2 separate regions of the Canis lupus genome follow, and region 1 is linked to region 2. Evidence: chromatin contacts called from public Hi-C data. All regions are on one chromosome and are shown on one strand. Each heading gives the region's core, a stretch centred on a gene start, on an enhancer-like site or on the middle of the called end of the contact. The rest is flanking DNA. Distances are from core to core; before and after follow the strand shown.

Region 1 (7,157 bases), core at 1,172-3,671, 40 kb after region 2:
ACTAACAGTTATAAAATAAATAGGTCATGGGGAAGTAAGGTATAGTACATGTAATACAGATAATGATATCGTATCAACTTTGTATGGTAAGAGATGGTAACTAGACTTATTCTGGTGATCATTTTATACTGTATATAAATGTTGAATCACTATGTTGTGCAGCTGAAATTAATATAATACTGTATGTTAACTATACTTCAATTAGAAAAATGCAAAGGCTTCCTGGATAAATGATGAAAGATAAAGTAGAAAAACAACTTCATCAAAATTAAAAACTTTCCCAATTTGAAGGACACCATCAAGAAAGCGAAAAGGCAACCCACAAAATGTCAGGAAATATTTGCAAATTATATACCTGAAAAGGAACCTGTATCTAAACAACTCCATAATAAAAAGACAAATAATCCAGTTAAAGAATGGGCAAAGATTTTGACTAGACATTTCTTCAAAGAAGATATACAAATGGCCAACAGGCGACACGAAAAGTTGCTCATCACGGCTACCAGAGAAATGCGAATCAAACCCACAATGAAATACCACTTTACACTGCTAAGATAGCTAAACTTAAAGAGATAACAAATGTTGCACTTGAGCCATGGCCGTGGGCATAGGGACAAGCAAACGTTAGTAAAATAAACTCCAACCCTAAAACCTTTCAGTGATAGCTGGCAACTTCTGGCAAAACTGTGTTTTAGCCCCCAACTCCATCATGAAGCTCTTGAGCCTCTTGTCACCTTGCCATTACTCTCAATCCCCATTTTCTCAGCCTTTGTCCCTGTTACCCTCTTTTTCTAAAATCTCTCTCTGCACTTAATTCTTCCTAGTCCTCCAAATGGCACTTTACCTGCCATCTTCTCCAAGAGCTGTCCAAGCACTTGGGAGCAAGTTAAGTATCTTTCTGAGGGCTCTGGGTCTCTCTTTACCCAGCTCTGGCTATAACCACATGTTGCCCCAGAGAGACTGGGCTTGCTCTTGCTGTAGCAACAGTTTCCAGGGCACGGTCTATGTCAAGTACATCATAGATGGGTGCTAAGCAAATGGAGGAATGAGGAAAGGCTGAGCATGGTCACCCACAGATGTGGGGAATCACCATACAGGGGGAGGGGAAGCAGGAATTTTAGGGATGACAATAAATGCAGCAAGATTCCAAGCTCCTTTTTGTACCTCTGGAGCTCCTGTCCTGGAAAATCACTGATAACAGTCTCTGAGACACATGTACACCCACCTGCCTCAGCCCATTCCCAACATGGTGACCTCATATCAGGTCAAGGCCTCCAAACCTTGAGTGTTTAACCAACTGAGGAGAATGGTCCTTACATGTAGTCACCCTATTAGCTGGCACCTACCTCAGAGAGCTGCTGTGAGGTTACCCAAGGTGATCCATGACAGATGTCCAGTACAGGTCTGGCACACAGCAAACATGTGGTAAACAACCAATCTGTTGACTGCCAGACTTAAGTCCACAGGTGCTGGGGGACATATCCATAAACCCTGCTACGGGTTGTCAAATAACTCCAACTGCAGACACACAAAGCACAAAGTCCCTGTCACCTACTTGGTGAACTCTCTGCAAATCACCCAAATTTCAGTAGGCCTGACAAAATCTTAGTCAATCACACAGTCACACACACACCCTATCTCAGGCATGGTGTCAGTCATACTCCAAACTATGCCCAGACGCACAAAATGCACAGTTAGTCCCATAAACACAGGCCCTCACAGCAGCGCCGTCACAGCGGAGGATGCCGGCACAGCCACTCATAATCTCAGCCCGTCAGTCACACGGTAGATGCTCGCGGTCACACCTGAGGTCACACGGCCAGCCACACCCCCACCCTCTCACTCATAGCATCACAGGATCCCCTGGAAGCTCAGGCCACCGTCTTGGTCAGCCGCATAGGACATCCGAAGACCCCCCCCACCACCACCACTCCCAGGCTACCAGTCAGAAACGCACGCCCGCGATGTGGCCGCTGCCGGAGCCCACAGGCAGGCTGCGTCCCAGTCAGCGGCTCCCACATCCGACAGGGAGTTCCACACTCGGTCCGTGCGTCAGTCAGTCGGTCCTCCAGCCGCGCCGCTGGTGGTTAGCGCTTCAAGCCCCCGTCGGCGAGTAGGGCCCGCCCGTCTGGCTCAGGCCGCCGCGGGCTTCGGGGCCTGGCGCTTTCCTCTCCCGCCGCGACTCCAGCGGACCGCACCCCGAGCAACCCCCTCACCCGCGCAGCTGCGGCCACTTCCGGGAGTGCTCTTGGAGGCGCCTCCTAGGCTAGGCCGCCTGCGCGCCCGCTCGCCGGGACCATGACTCCCAGAATGCGCTGCGCTGTCCAGCAGACGCGCCTGCTAGCCAGGATTACAGTTTTCATCAGGTCTCGCGTCTCGAGCTCCGCGGCCCCCAAAGCCCCGACGCCGCCGTCTCGTCCTTCTGGACCACAATCCCCAGAAGGCCTCGCGTCCTCCCTGCGCGTCCCGGGGCACGCCTGGAGTTGTAGTCTGAACGGGACAGCTGGCTGAAGGGTGGGCCTTTATTGGGTTGTGGTGGCGGTGAGCGGAGAGTTGGGCCGGGGTCTGTGCGGGAGGCAGCACCGTGCATGGTGCGTGAAGGTAAGGGGTGCGGGTGTTGGTGTGAAGAGTGTGCATCCTATATAGTGTGTGTTGCTTTCTGTGACCGTATACAGGTGATTCCATGTGTTTGTCCTGTGCGACTATAAGTGTCCTAGAGGTAGATTGCGTGTGTCATTCCCTATGACCACGTGTGTGGGTAGTTCTGTGTGTATGTGAGAGAGACCTCCGTGTTAGTCACCATATGTGATAATCCTGCAGCATTCTGTGTAATGCTGTCACATTGTGTAATGGTGTCTGTGAGACAGAGATGTGGTGCCCAGGAGGGCCTGATAGAGCATGAAGGTCCCAGACTGTGTATGACAGTCACATTCTGGGATATACTGGGGGTTAGGTTAGGATGTTAACATGTGAACTTGGCGGGGCACAGTTCAGCCCATAATGGGGTGAAAGGGCATTGGTATGAGTGTGAGGAGGCTTCTGAGGAGAGGTATCCATGCTGTCTTTAGTGAGAGGAACTGCAAATATGGCCAAGGGTACGGAAGGAGTGAAGAATTGAGCCAGTAATTTCATCCACTTCATCAAGCCTTTTGATTTCTTTTCAGTTTAGAAAGTCAACAAAGTGAAAAAACAAAACAAAACAAAAACAAGTCAACAAAGTTAACAACCTGGTTTCTTGCAGATAAGAAAGGTAACCACAGAGCATATTCAAAGACCTGCTGCGGTTCATCATCGTAGTAATAATGGAGGTCATCAGAAAAGAGATCTCATGGGGTTCTGCCTTCGAAGACATTGACACTCCTTTTTTTTTTTTTTTTTTTGGTAAAGATTTTGTTTATTTATTCATGAGAGGTAGAGAGAGAGGCAGAGACACAGACAGAGGTAGAAGCAGGCTCCATGCAGGGAGCCCGATGTGGGACTCAATCCTGGGGCTCCAGGATCACACCTTGGGCCGAAGGCAGGCTCTAAACCACTAAGCCACCCAGGGATCTCCAACATTGACACTCCTGAGGCCCACTCAGGGAACCAGAACAGAGGTCCTACTGAGGATCCTTTTCTGACAAGATTTTTTTTTTCTGACAAGAAGATTTAAACAAAGGTCAGTCCCCAACATGGAAACTCCTAGTGTGAGGAGAAGTTATAGGCAGTGAAGTTGTGAGGAGTGTTAGGATACCTTCCAGCCCTATCAAACGAGACAGCATTGCTGTGGAAAAGAAACCACACATGTTAGTTGCATATGGAAGCAGCTTTGAGTGGGTTCCAGAGCCAGCCATATTGTAGGTAGCCTGTGTGGACAGGAAACCCTGCAGGTGTGGCTTGTGCGGGAAAAGTTTCAAGCAGCACTTGGCCCTCTCTGTGCATGAGAGGACACATCCTAGGGAAAAGCCTATCAGACCTGTGGAAACACAGGATTCACACAAAGGAAGAGCCCTACCAGTGTCAGGATTATGGAAAAGCCTTCAAGTGGAGCTCATCCTGATCCACCATCAGTGACACACAGTGGTGAGAAGCTATTTGAATGCATTGAGTGTGGCAAGTCCTTTAGGCAGAGTTCCACACTCATTGAGCAGCACAAGTTCCACACAGGTGAGAAGCCCTGCAAGTACTTGGACTGTGTGGCAAAGCCTTCAAGGGCACTGCAGACCTCAGCCAGCACCAGCGAGTCCATACAGGTAAGAGGCCCTATGTGTGTGAAGAGTGTTGGCACACCTTCATGTGCAGTCAGGCCTTCATCCAGGGTTCATGGCTCAGCCAGCCCCGACAGAGTCACACAGGTGAGAAGCTCTATGAGTGCCCAGCATGTGGCAAGTCCTGCAGCTTACCTTGTTGAGCACCAGCAGGCCCATGCAGGTGAGAGGCCCTATGCCTACCTGGAGTGTGGCAAGGCCATGAGGCCTTCATCCAGCAGTCGTAGCCAGCACCAGTGCATCCACATGGGTAAGAAGCACTCCATGTGCAATGAGAGTGACAAGGCCTTCTGCTACAGTTCATACCTACCCATCACCAGAAGCTCCACACCAGGGAGTGGCACTGGTGGCCATGTTCTCTCCATGCCCCACATCAACTACCATTGTCTTGAAGGCCTGAGGCATCTCATCTCCCTCATCCTACACCTCATAGATTCTCATTGCTTCCCTTCCCTTTGCCAAGGTTTGTTCCTTCACCTGGTCCTCTTTCCATATTCTTTCCCTTTTAAAATTTAACTCTTCTTTCTTAGGTATAATTCACATACCTTAAGTTCACCCTTCTAAAATGTATAGTTTCACTTTCTAGTATATTCACAAGGTTGTGCAATGATCACCACTATTCCAGAAGGCTTTCATAACTCCACATACAAACCCCATACCCATTAGCAGTCACTCTCTATTCCCCCTGCCCTCAGTCTCTGAGGGCCATTAATCTACTTTCTGCCTCCATGGATTTACCTGCTCTGATATTTTGTATAAATGGCCCCTTTGTGTTTTCTGACCACTGTAGACCACAGCGGTTCTACTCCAAGGAATCCTTTGCTTTCCCCAACCAAGACCCATCTCCTGTCAAGCTCTGTACTGGGCTTTGGCCTGTAGATGGTACTGGCTGCCATCATCTCCTTGGGTCTTCTTGGCCTTCCTTGTGGTTTTATGCCTTCTGTTGTCAAAGGAACAACCCGAAGATGCTGACTCCCAATAATCATAACAATAAACCACACCTTCATTGGGCCCCTTTTGTGCACTAGGCACTCTCTGGGTACTGTCAGTTAACCCAGTTTCCCAACTCTGCTGTGATCATCTCTGCACCACTGAAGGCTTTATTTCTGGCAGCTCCTGCTTGCCAGCTCTCAGCCCTGCCTTTTCTGCACAGCCCCGCTTCACATCATTGATGCCTCCCTACCTCTAAGCAGAACTTGCCTTTCCACCTACCAGTGAAAAGAGCCCCACATTTTTCCTGGTTTTTACTTTATCACTTCCGTGAACCACCTTTCCTATTTTTCACCTGAGTATAATTGGCTGTGCTCAATTGGTCTGGTTGGTGTCTAGAGAGGCTCTATTGGTTTCCTATTGCTCTAACAAATGACCACATAGTGGTTTCTAACAACGAAAATCTATTATCTTACTTTTCTGGAAGTCAGACGTCCAAAATGGGTCTCACAGGGCTAAAATTGCCAGGGTGGCCCAGGTCCAGTTCCTTCTAGAGGCTCCAGGTGAAGACCTATTTCCTTGCCTCTCCTGGATTCCTTGTTTCTTTTTTCTTTTTCTTTTTTTTTTCTTTAAGATTTATTTATTCATTCAGAATAAGAGAGAGAGAGAGAGAGGCAGAGACACAGGCAGAGGGAGAAGCAGGCCCCATGCAGGAAGCCTGACATGGGACTCCATCCCAGGTCTCCAGGACCATACCCCAGGCCACCGGCGGTGCTAAACCGCTGCGCCACCGGAGCTGCCCCACATTCCTTGTTTCATCTCTGCTTCACCATTGTCTCATTTCCATCTCTCTGATCCTCTTTGCCTCTCTCTTTCACTCATAAGGACCCTTGTGATAACATTGGATATACTTGGTGACCCAGGATACTCTTTCCCATTTGCAAATTCTCTTTTGTTATATAAGGTAACATATTGATGGGTTCTGGGGATTAGAGTGTGCTCCGGGAGAGGAGGCATTATTCTGCCTATCACAGATCCAAATTTCATTGGTTTGGGGGTTGGCCTGGGCATCCAGATTTTTATCTGGGCAATTCTCATGTGTGGACAAGGCTGAGAACCACTGGCTAAGGAACAGCAGGGTGATGCACTAGGAAGCATGGGCTACAGAGGGGGATCCGGCTGATCTCGATTCCCAGTAAGATTCCCAGTAAGAAGTAAGTACTTCTTACTCTATCCTGTTCAAGCAGATGATTTGACTTCTCTGGTTCTCTACTTCTTTCTCCATAACATGGGGGATAATAAACCTGACTTTGTAACATGGAGAACTGAGATAAGAAACTCCCACCTCTTTCCAGCTGATTATGACACCCTCTACTTACCTCTGCCCATAGTGAGAGACAAAGTTGTGCCTGCTCAGATATAGCCACACACTGAGTCACACAGATGCACAGACATAGAGATCCCCGTAAAGACACACAGACACACAGGTAATACAACTTGTATCCAGAAAATATCAAGAGCTCTTATAACTCAACAAAGAACCAATTTAAGAATGGCCAAAGATGGGCAGCCCAGGTGGCTCAGCGGTTTAGCGTTGCCTTCGGCCCAGGGCCTGATCCTGGAGACCCTGGATTGAGTCCCATGTTGGGCTCCCTGCATGGAGCCTGCTTCTCCCTTGCCTGTGTCTGCCTCTCTCTCTCTCTCTGTCTCTCATGAATAAATAAAAATAAAAATAAATAATGGGCAAAGATGGGGCACCTGGGTGGCTCAATTGGTTGAGCATCTGCCTTCAGCTCAGGTCATGATCCTGGCATCCTGTGATCAAGGCCCGCATTGGGCTCCCTGCTCCTTGCGGAGCCTACCTCTCCCTTTCCCTCTCCCTGCAGCTTCCCCACCCTCTGTCAACTAAATAAAAAAGAATGGTAGAAAGAAAAGAAAAGAAAAGAAAAGAAGAAAAGAAAAAAAGAAAAGAAAAGAAAA
Region 2 (6,923 bases), core at 3,972-6,471:
AAAGCCTCCAGTCATAACTGCTGCCTGGTGCAGCATCACAGAACATCTCCTAAGGAGAAGTCCCTGGTGTGTGATCACTGTGAAGGCCAGGTGTTGCTCTGGTGCTGCCCCAGGACCCAGCTGTGGGAGAGCCACACAAAGGATGGGTCATGTGGATGGCACACAGGCACCCAGACCTTCCCAAAGAGCCTGCACATGACCCTCCTTCAGCAGAACCCCTTGGAGGAGCTACCCCAGGCCTGCAATTGCAGTGAGGAAGACTTTCCCTGGAGGGCCCTGCTGGCCCGGCAGGAAATGATGCAGATGGCAGAGGAGCCCCACCTGTGTGGCCAGTGTGGAAAGCGCTTTGGCTACAACAAGCAGCAGCAGGTAGCCGAAGGCCCCTTAATGTGTCCTCACTGTGGCCAGGCCTCGGGTCCTGGTGGCAGTGCCCGGGACCCCCCGGCCCAGCGGCTCTACGTCTGTGACCAGTGTGGCAAGGCCTTCACGCGTACCTCAAGCCTGCTGCAGCATGAGCGCATCCACACGGGTGAGCGACCCTATGAGTGTGCTGAGTGTGGCAAGGCCTTTGTGCGCTGCTCGGGTCTCTACCGCCACCAAAAGACACACCCGGCCAAGCGCCACCGCCTCAACCTGCCCCTGGCACAGAGGTCCTTCCTCTTTGGGTGCCCGCCCTTTGGGGACTGCAGCGAGGGGACTCAGGGCCCTCCAAAGGTGTCGGTGGCGGGGGAGAAGCCATACGAGTGCGCTGAGTGCGCCAAGGCCTTTGGCCTGTTCTCCCACCTCGTAGAGCACCAGCGCATTCACACGGGCGAGAAACCCTATGCGTGCCCAGAGTGTGGCAAGGCCTTCAACCAGCGCTCAAACCTGAGCCGGCACCAGCGAACGCACAGCAGCGCCAAGCCCTACGCCTGCCCACTGTGCGAGAAAGCCTTCAAGGGCCGCTCGGGCCTGGTGCAGCACCAGCGCGCGCACACCGGCGAGCGGCCATATGGCTGCCCCGAGTGCGGCAAGACCTTCCGGGGCTGCTCCGAGCTGCGCCAGCACGAGCGCCTGCATTCGGGCGAGAAGCCCTTCATCTGCCGTGACTGCGGCAAGGCCTTCGTGCGCAATTGCAGTCTGGTACGCCACCAGCGCACACACACGGGCGAGCGACCCTACACCTGCGGCGAGTGCGGCCGAGCCTTCAGCCAGCGCTCCAACCTCAAGGAGCATCAGAAGCGGCACGCGGCCTCCTGACCTCGCATGGCTCCGGGCTCTGGGGGCTGTTCTCCCAGACACCTGGGCCACGGTTGTAGTCTTTCTTAAATCTCACTTGGTACTCACTGTATCTGCAGGTTTCCCCGACTCGAGTTTTATGTGGCCCTTTCAAGTGGGTGCATAATAATGGGTTTTGGTGAAGCGCTAATAAACACAGGGATGGAGCACTGATGTGACCCAGATGCTTCGTGGGCTATCAGGAGTCCTGCTCTGCCTCCCGCAGTGGGCTGGGAAGTGGGGAAGCAGAGATGTGGGGAGTGACTCCCCGGAGTCACAGTCAGAAAATGGTAGAGGTAACATCTGAACCCAGGGCCTCCCATTGCACCTTCCTAGGGGGCTTCATTAACCCTTGGTAGCCTCTGGGTGTTTGCACACCTTTTAGTGTAACTTGGCCCTGTCTCTCGTCTGGCCTCCCTGGGCCTCTGGAGAGGGACTCTGCATACTTCATGACCCTCCTGGGGCCGATGGCCATGGGCTTCGTGGGTAGGGCCTCTGCCCTGCCCCTGGGTTGCTTCTAGTCACTGGAGAAGGCTCCTGTTGGAAGGAGGAGGGATTCCCTGGCAGCCTTGGCCTTGTTTGTGATTGCAGGTGGGGACTTCATTGTGCTATGTCAAGGCAAGGTGGTCCAGTCAGTGCTCCTCATCTGTCAGAGGACTCCAAGCTGGATGCCATCTCCTGCTACCTGGAAGAATCAAGGAGGGGACCCAGATGTGTGGCCACAATTCCTCATGGCCACCACATAAGAGGGAGTCCACCAGAGGCTTAGAGCAAGCAACATGTTCTTTCAGAGCAGTATATATAGTTATGTACATATGTGATTCCAGTTTCCTCCCCACTCCATCCTCCATACTAGTTCCAAAATGATACTCCCACAGCTCTGCACTTTAGGGTGAGCTTACTATATGCCAGGCACTGCGCTGGGCACTCTACCCTTAATCACCCCCTTTGATCCTTGCCCTAACTGGGAGAGGAGGGACAGTTCTTGGCCTGTATCAAAGAGCCCCAGAGAGGCCACGTAGCCCAGCCAGAGTTCTGGGAGGGAGGGCAGAGCTGGCTTATCTTTGAGTCCTTAAGGGCCTGGGCACAGTGTACTTCCAAAATGTTCCCAGGTATGGGAAGTGCTCAAAGTTCTAAGCTCAAGCAGCCACAGAGAAAGGGGGCAGCCTAGAAAACCAGCCTCAGCGGCCCCAAGGGAGTCCACCCGGAAAGAGACTTACCATATAGTATCGTTCACCCTCAATGGCTCCCACAAAGACCCAGGTCCTGGGTCCTTTAATCCTTTAATCCAGGATTCACCCACTGAGGGCTTAAATCCTGCTCTGGAATATCTATCCTTCTTGAGGGACGCCCAGCCTGTCTTCCAGCCAGGTGGTCTCCTTGAAGCCTTCCCCAGTCTTAGGTGAGGGAGAAGAGTCCCTGCCCTGGCCTCACAGGGTAAGACCCAGTCACTCAGTACTCTTTCCACAGAAATCCTCAGAATCACAGCTCTCCTGGCTGCTTCACATTCCACCCTGGGAGAGGAGCTAAAAGTTGCAAAGTTGATATTCACTAATCTCTTTGCAAGTCCTGCAAAAATGAAAACACATACCCCTATGGTTCTATTCTCAGTATTTTGAAGGTCCATTTTAACTTCTTTTATACTAGTAAACATCGCAGAGTCATGCTGGACAGATACCCTGGGTAGCTCAAGGAAGACTGCAGCTGCCACCCACCCATTGGAGAGCTCATACCAGAAAGACAGCAGTTCCATGTGGCAAGTATGGGAAGCTGTTCAGTAGACGTTGAGAGTCTCCTTCCTCTCACGTGGCCAATATGGGGACCTCAGGCAAAAATGAATTTTTAATTAATTAATTTATTTTTTACTGTCCACACAGAATTTACTCTGGAGGGAAACCCAACTAAAATGGTATCCCCAAGGACAGCTCAATCTTTTACACACAACCAGAACATTCATTCTGGAGAGAAGTTCTATTATTGATAAATCAATCCTTGGTAGATGTAAGGGGATTGTTGAAGGAGATAAATTCTACCATTGGTCAATATGCCATGGATGACCTCCAACCATCAGCACGCCTTGACAGACCTAAAAACATTCAACCCAAAGAGAAACCCAAGTGATATGGTAAGTGTAATAAAACATTCCATCAAAACTCAACACAAGAGAATTCTTCCTGGAGAAAACCTGAGAATGTGACCAGGTGGGCTCAGTTCCACTGCAGTAACAAGCTTACTGCCTTATTGACTGCAAACATTAACCCTGTTCAAACTGTATGTCACGGGTTGGCAAGGGTGCTGCTCATTTCATTCCTATTCACTCGTCAGGGGCTCTGACTACAGAATAGCCATCATCTTCAACATGGCTGGCCACTAATATGAAATATAGGAAGGGACTTCTGAGTGTCTCACACCTCTCAAGTGAATGCACAGCCCAACAGAGCTGCAAGCTACTTCCTCTCACCACACATTGGCCAGAATGAGTCACATAACAGGATCTCACAAGGCTGAAGTCATCTGAAGTGTGACTGGGGTTGGAGGGTCCACTGACAAGATGGCTTGTTCATATAGTTGTCAAGTGGCTTCTGTCTAAAGGGTCTCTCCATAGAATTTCTTGAGTGTTCTCATGACATGGTAATTGAATCCCCCCCATAGCAATTCAAGAGTCCAAGTCACACACTCACTTATGCCATATTCTATTGGTGACACAGACCATTACCGATTCAATGTAGGAGAAAACTACACCAACAAGGGTGTGAATACCAAGAGGGATCATTGGCAGCCCTCTTGAAGGTTGGTTACTACACTATCTAAGAAGCATGTGGAAAAGCTTTGGTGGTGGTTCAACTTTGTCATGCACCAGAAAGTCTATATGGGCAAGGAGTTGAATGGCTACTTGAAAGGTTAGGAGTATAAGAGCCTCTAAGCCCAGTCAAAACCAGGGACTTCATGCTGGGGAAAACTCTTGAGTATGTAAGGGGTATGAGGAGGCCCTGGGGACATTCAATGCAAGTACAATGGACTATACTGTACTCTTGAGTGCTGCCAATATGAACTCAATATATAGGGGATATTATGGGTCCTATGGCAGAGATGGACTAAAATGCCCTGTAATCCCCTTCTCCTGCACCCACAAACATATTTCTCAGGTTTCCTGCAGTTACATGGAGTCATGTGATTGAGTTCTGGCTATTGGAATGTGGGCAGAAGTGATGGGTAACATAAAATGGCCTATATCACCTTCACTTGTTTCATCAGCCAGCTGGTTCTACAAGATTCAGCAGGAAATTCTGATGAAGACATAAGGAATAGAAAAGACCAAGATAGAAAGAGTCTGGATCCATGAATCAAGGACAGCCTTCTGGGAGGGTCACTTGATCACTTCACACTGTGACATGAGCAAAAAAGACATCTGTATTGTGTTCCTGAGATTCTTTGTTACTGCATGTATGATTACCTGCTGTTAAAGGATACATTTTTTTTTTAAGGTTTATTTATTTTAGAGAGAGAGAAAGCAAGCATAGGAGGGAGGAGCAGAGGGAGGGCAAGAAACACAGACCAACTCCTTGCTGAGCAGAGCCCAGCACGGGGCTCAATTCCCTAATGCTGAGATCATGACCTGAGCTGAAATGAAGAGTCAGACACTTACCAGCTGACAGCTATTCACGGTTTCAAGTTCCATAGAAACTAGAAGCCCTAGTAGTTCAGAAAGAACTTCTTGCTCCAGTGATATCCATAGAAAGTTGCTCCTATATTCATCCCGAGTCAATCATGAGGGCCAAGGGGCATGGAATGCTGTGTGCCCGAGTCACGCATTCACACTTGTCCAAACCACCTGGATTGAGAAACTTTTATATAGCAAAGAGTGATTCCAGCATGGACGTGCTGTTCCCCAGGGAAGGGCCGCGGGGCCAGTGCCTAGGTAGATGAGATGCGCACCCCTCCCCGCCAGGCCCCTGCTGGACAAGGTCCATGGGGTTGTAAAGAGGACTTGATGGCCAGAGAATAGACAGAGGTGAAAAATGTGCAACCCTCTGGCTGCAGAACAGTTCTTTCTCCAGATTTGCTTCCCGTGTCTGAGATCCGGCGACCTTAGCATGGAGGTCTGTGTGTCCCTCAGGAAGTGTAAATGAGGCCAGGGAGGGGCTAACGGAAAGGGCGGTGCGTATCCACGGCAACGGGTGCAGCTGGCCGGTCCCCATAGAAACCGAAGGACGCGGGCTGGTGACTGGGGACGAACTCCGCAGCTGCGCAGGCGCAGTGGGAAGTACCGCCAGGGCGCCTCGGTGGGCACTCTGCGCTCACCCCCACCCCGCCCGGTACCCCGCGGCCTGAGCCCGGGTGCTGACCAGGGCGCCGTCCTAGCTGGGCCGCGCCACGTGGATGCCGGGGCAGGCCAAGGACAGTGCGTGAGGCGAGCGGCCGCGGTCCGGCAGGGTTCGGACCCGCACCCGCGGCTCCCCCTGCCGGGCCGCGCAGACCAAGGCGGGCGCGCTCTGGGACCACCGAGAGTGAGGCCTTCGCACCGCCCAGAGGGCCCCGGAAGTGGCTCTGCCGCCTAGGGTTGGGGCAGAAGCGCTGTCACGGGGGAGCCCGTGAGCCTGCGCTGTCACCCCTAGAGGCCGTTCTTCGCCTCTCGCTCTTCCGTGGGCGTCCTCATTTACTTCCGTAGCATCTCTTCCCCCTGCTCTTTCATTCATTCACGTGTTTACTCGTCCCCTTGCTTTCTGGTTCCTCTGTTGCACTAAGCTGCCGGGTCATCCAACTCCGATTCGCTTGTCCATCTATTCACTCATCATTAATTCCTCCTGCTCTCCAGTCTCGCCCCTTAGTTCCCTAGGCCGTGCGCCATCATTCCTTCTTCTACGCATTCATTCATACACTCAGACCTCCTCCCCGCGCTGCTTCTGGGCCTCTGCACGTGCCTTATCCGCAGGAGCATCCAGCCTCCACTCTCAGTGGCCTCCTGGTGTGCTCCAAGCCCAACGCTTCCTGAGACCAAACCCCCCACGTTGGGCATTTCCTGCGCAGTGTTCCTTCCTTTCACCGTGTGCTTTTTCATCCAGCCCCCAATAGGTGAGAGCCCAGGCCTGAGGCTGGGTGGAGACACAAACAGTCACTTGTGATCCGTCGGATGAGAGCCAATTGTTGGTGTGGGAGATGGGGACTGACTGGGAGGTGGCCACAGACCATGGTGAGTAAGGATTTTTGGGGAAAAGGTGGTGGACAAGGCTTTCAGGCAGAAAAGGGGCACACAAGGTGAGTGTGAGGACAGTGGGGAGGCTGGTTCAGTGAAGGCAATCTGGAAGGACCTTCGGGGATTTGGATACCATCCCAAGATGGGCAGACTTCCAGGCAGGGAGACTCAATTAGAGGAGACAGGGCTGGGCAGCTCTGAAGCATAGGTCTTAGCTGGAGGGATATCCCAGTCAGGCTCCATCCTCAGAAACATGGGACTTCTGAAGCCAGGTCCTCTGGTCCTTCAAGAAACAAACAAGGATTTTCATTGAATCCTAATGGCTTAAAAAGATTTTTTTTTAGATAACTATAAATTCATATCTGAAAGAAATAATACAAATAGATCCTGTGTACCCTTTACCCAGTTTTGTCCAGTGGTAGCATTTTGCAGAACTAAGTATGATAACCAAGCTATTCAAATGGGAGTCAAG

Evidence for each region. Hi-C and Micro-C count contacts between places; a contact is called where the count stands out from the background.
Region 1: a Hi-C map of blood shows a contact between it and region 2, with 2.3 times the contacts expected there. The contact joins the promoter of ZSCAN22 here to the enhancer-like site in region 2. A contact is called at or near these places in 2 of 9 Hi-C or Micro-C datasets (amygdala and blood).

What each region holds. Positions count from the first base shown.
Region 1 is chr1:100,372,529-100,379,685 of UU_Cfam_GSD_1.0, forward strand. ZSCAN22 (zinc finger and SCAN domain-containing protein 22) reads right to left here and starts at 2,422. Exons shown (of 4, transcript XM_038527526.1): 1 at 2,217-2,422; 2 at 1,347-1,518.
Region 2 is chr1:100,329,965-100,336,887 of UU_Cfam_GSD_1.0, forward strand. ZNF837 (zinc finger protein 837) reads left to right here. Exons shown (of 4, transcript XM_038527519.1): 4 at 1-1,431. The coding sequence ends at 1,239. Among named protein-coding and RNA genes, the nearest start is that of A1BG, 14 kb to the right of the region's middle. Within about 2 kb of position 5,222, at least 11 of the 20 cell types and tissues checked have an H3K27ac peak or open chromatin away from gene starts, as enhancers often do. A contact at or near this core is called in blood, where this site is marked.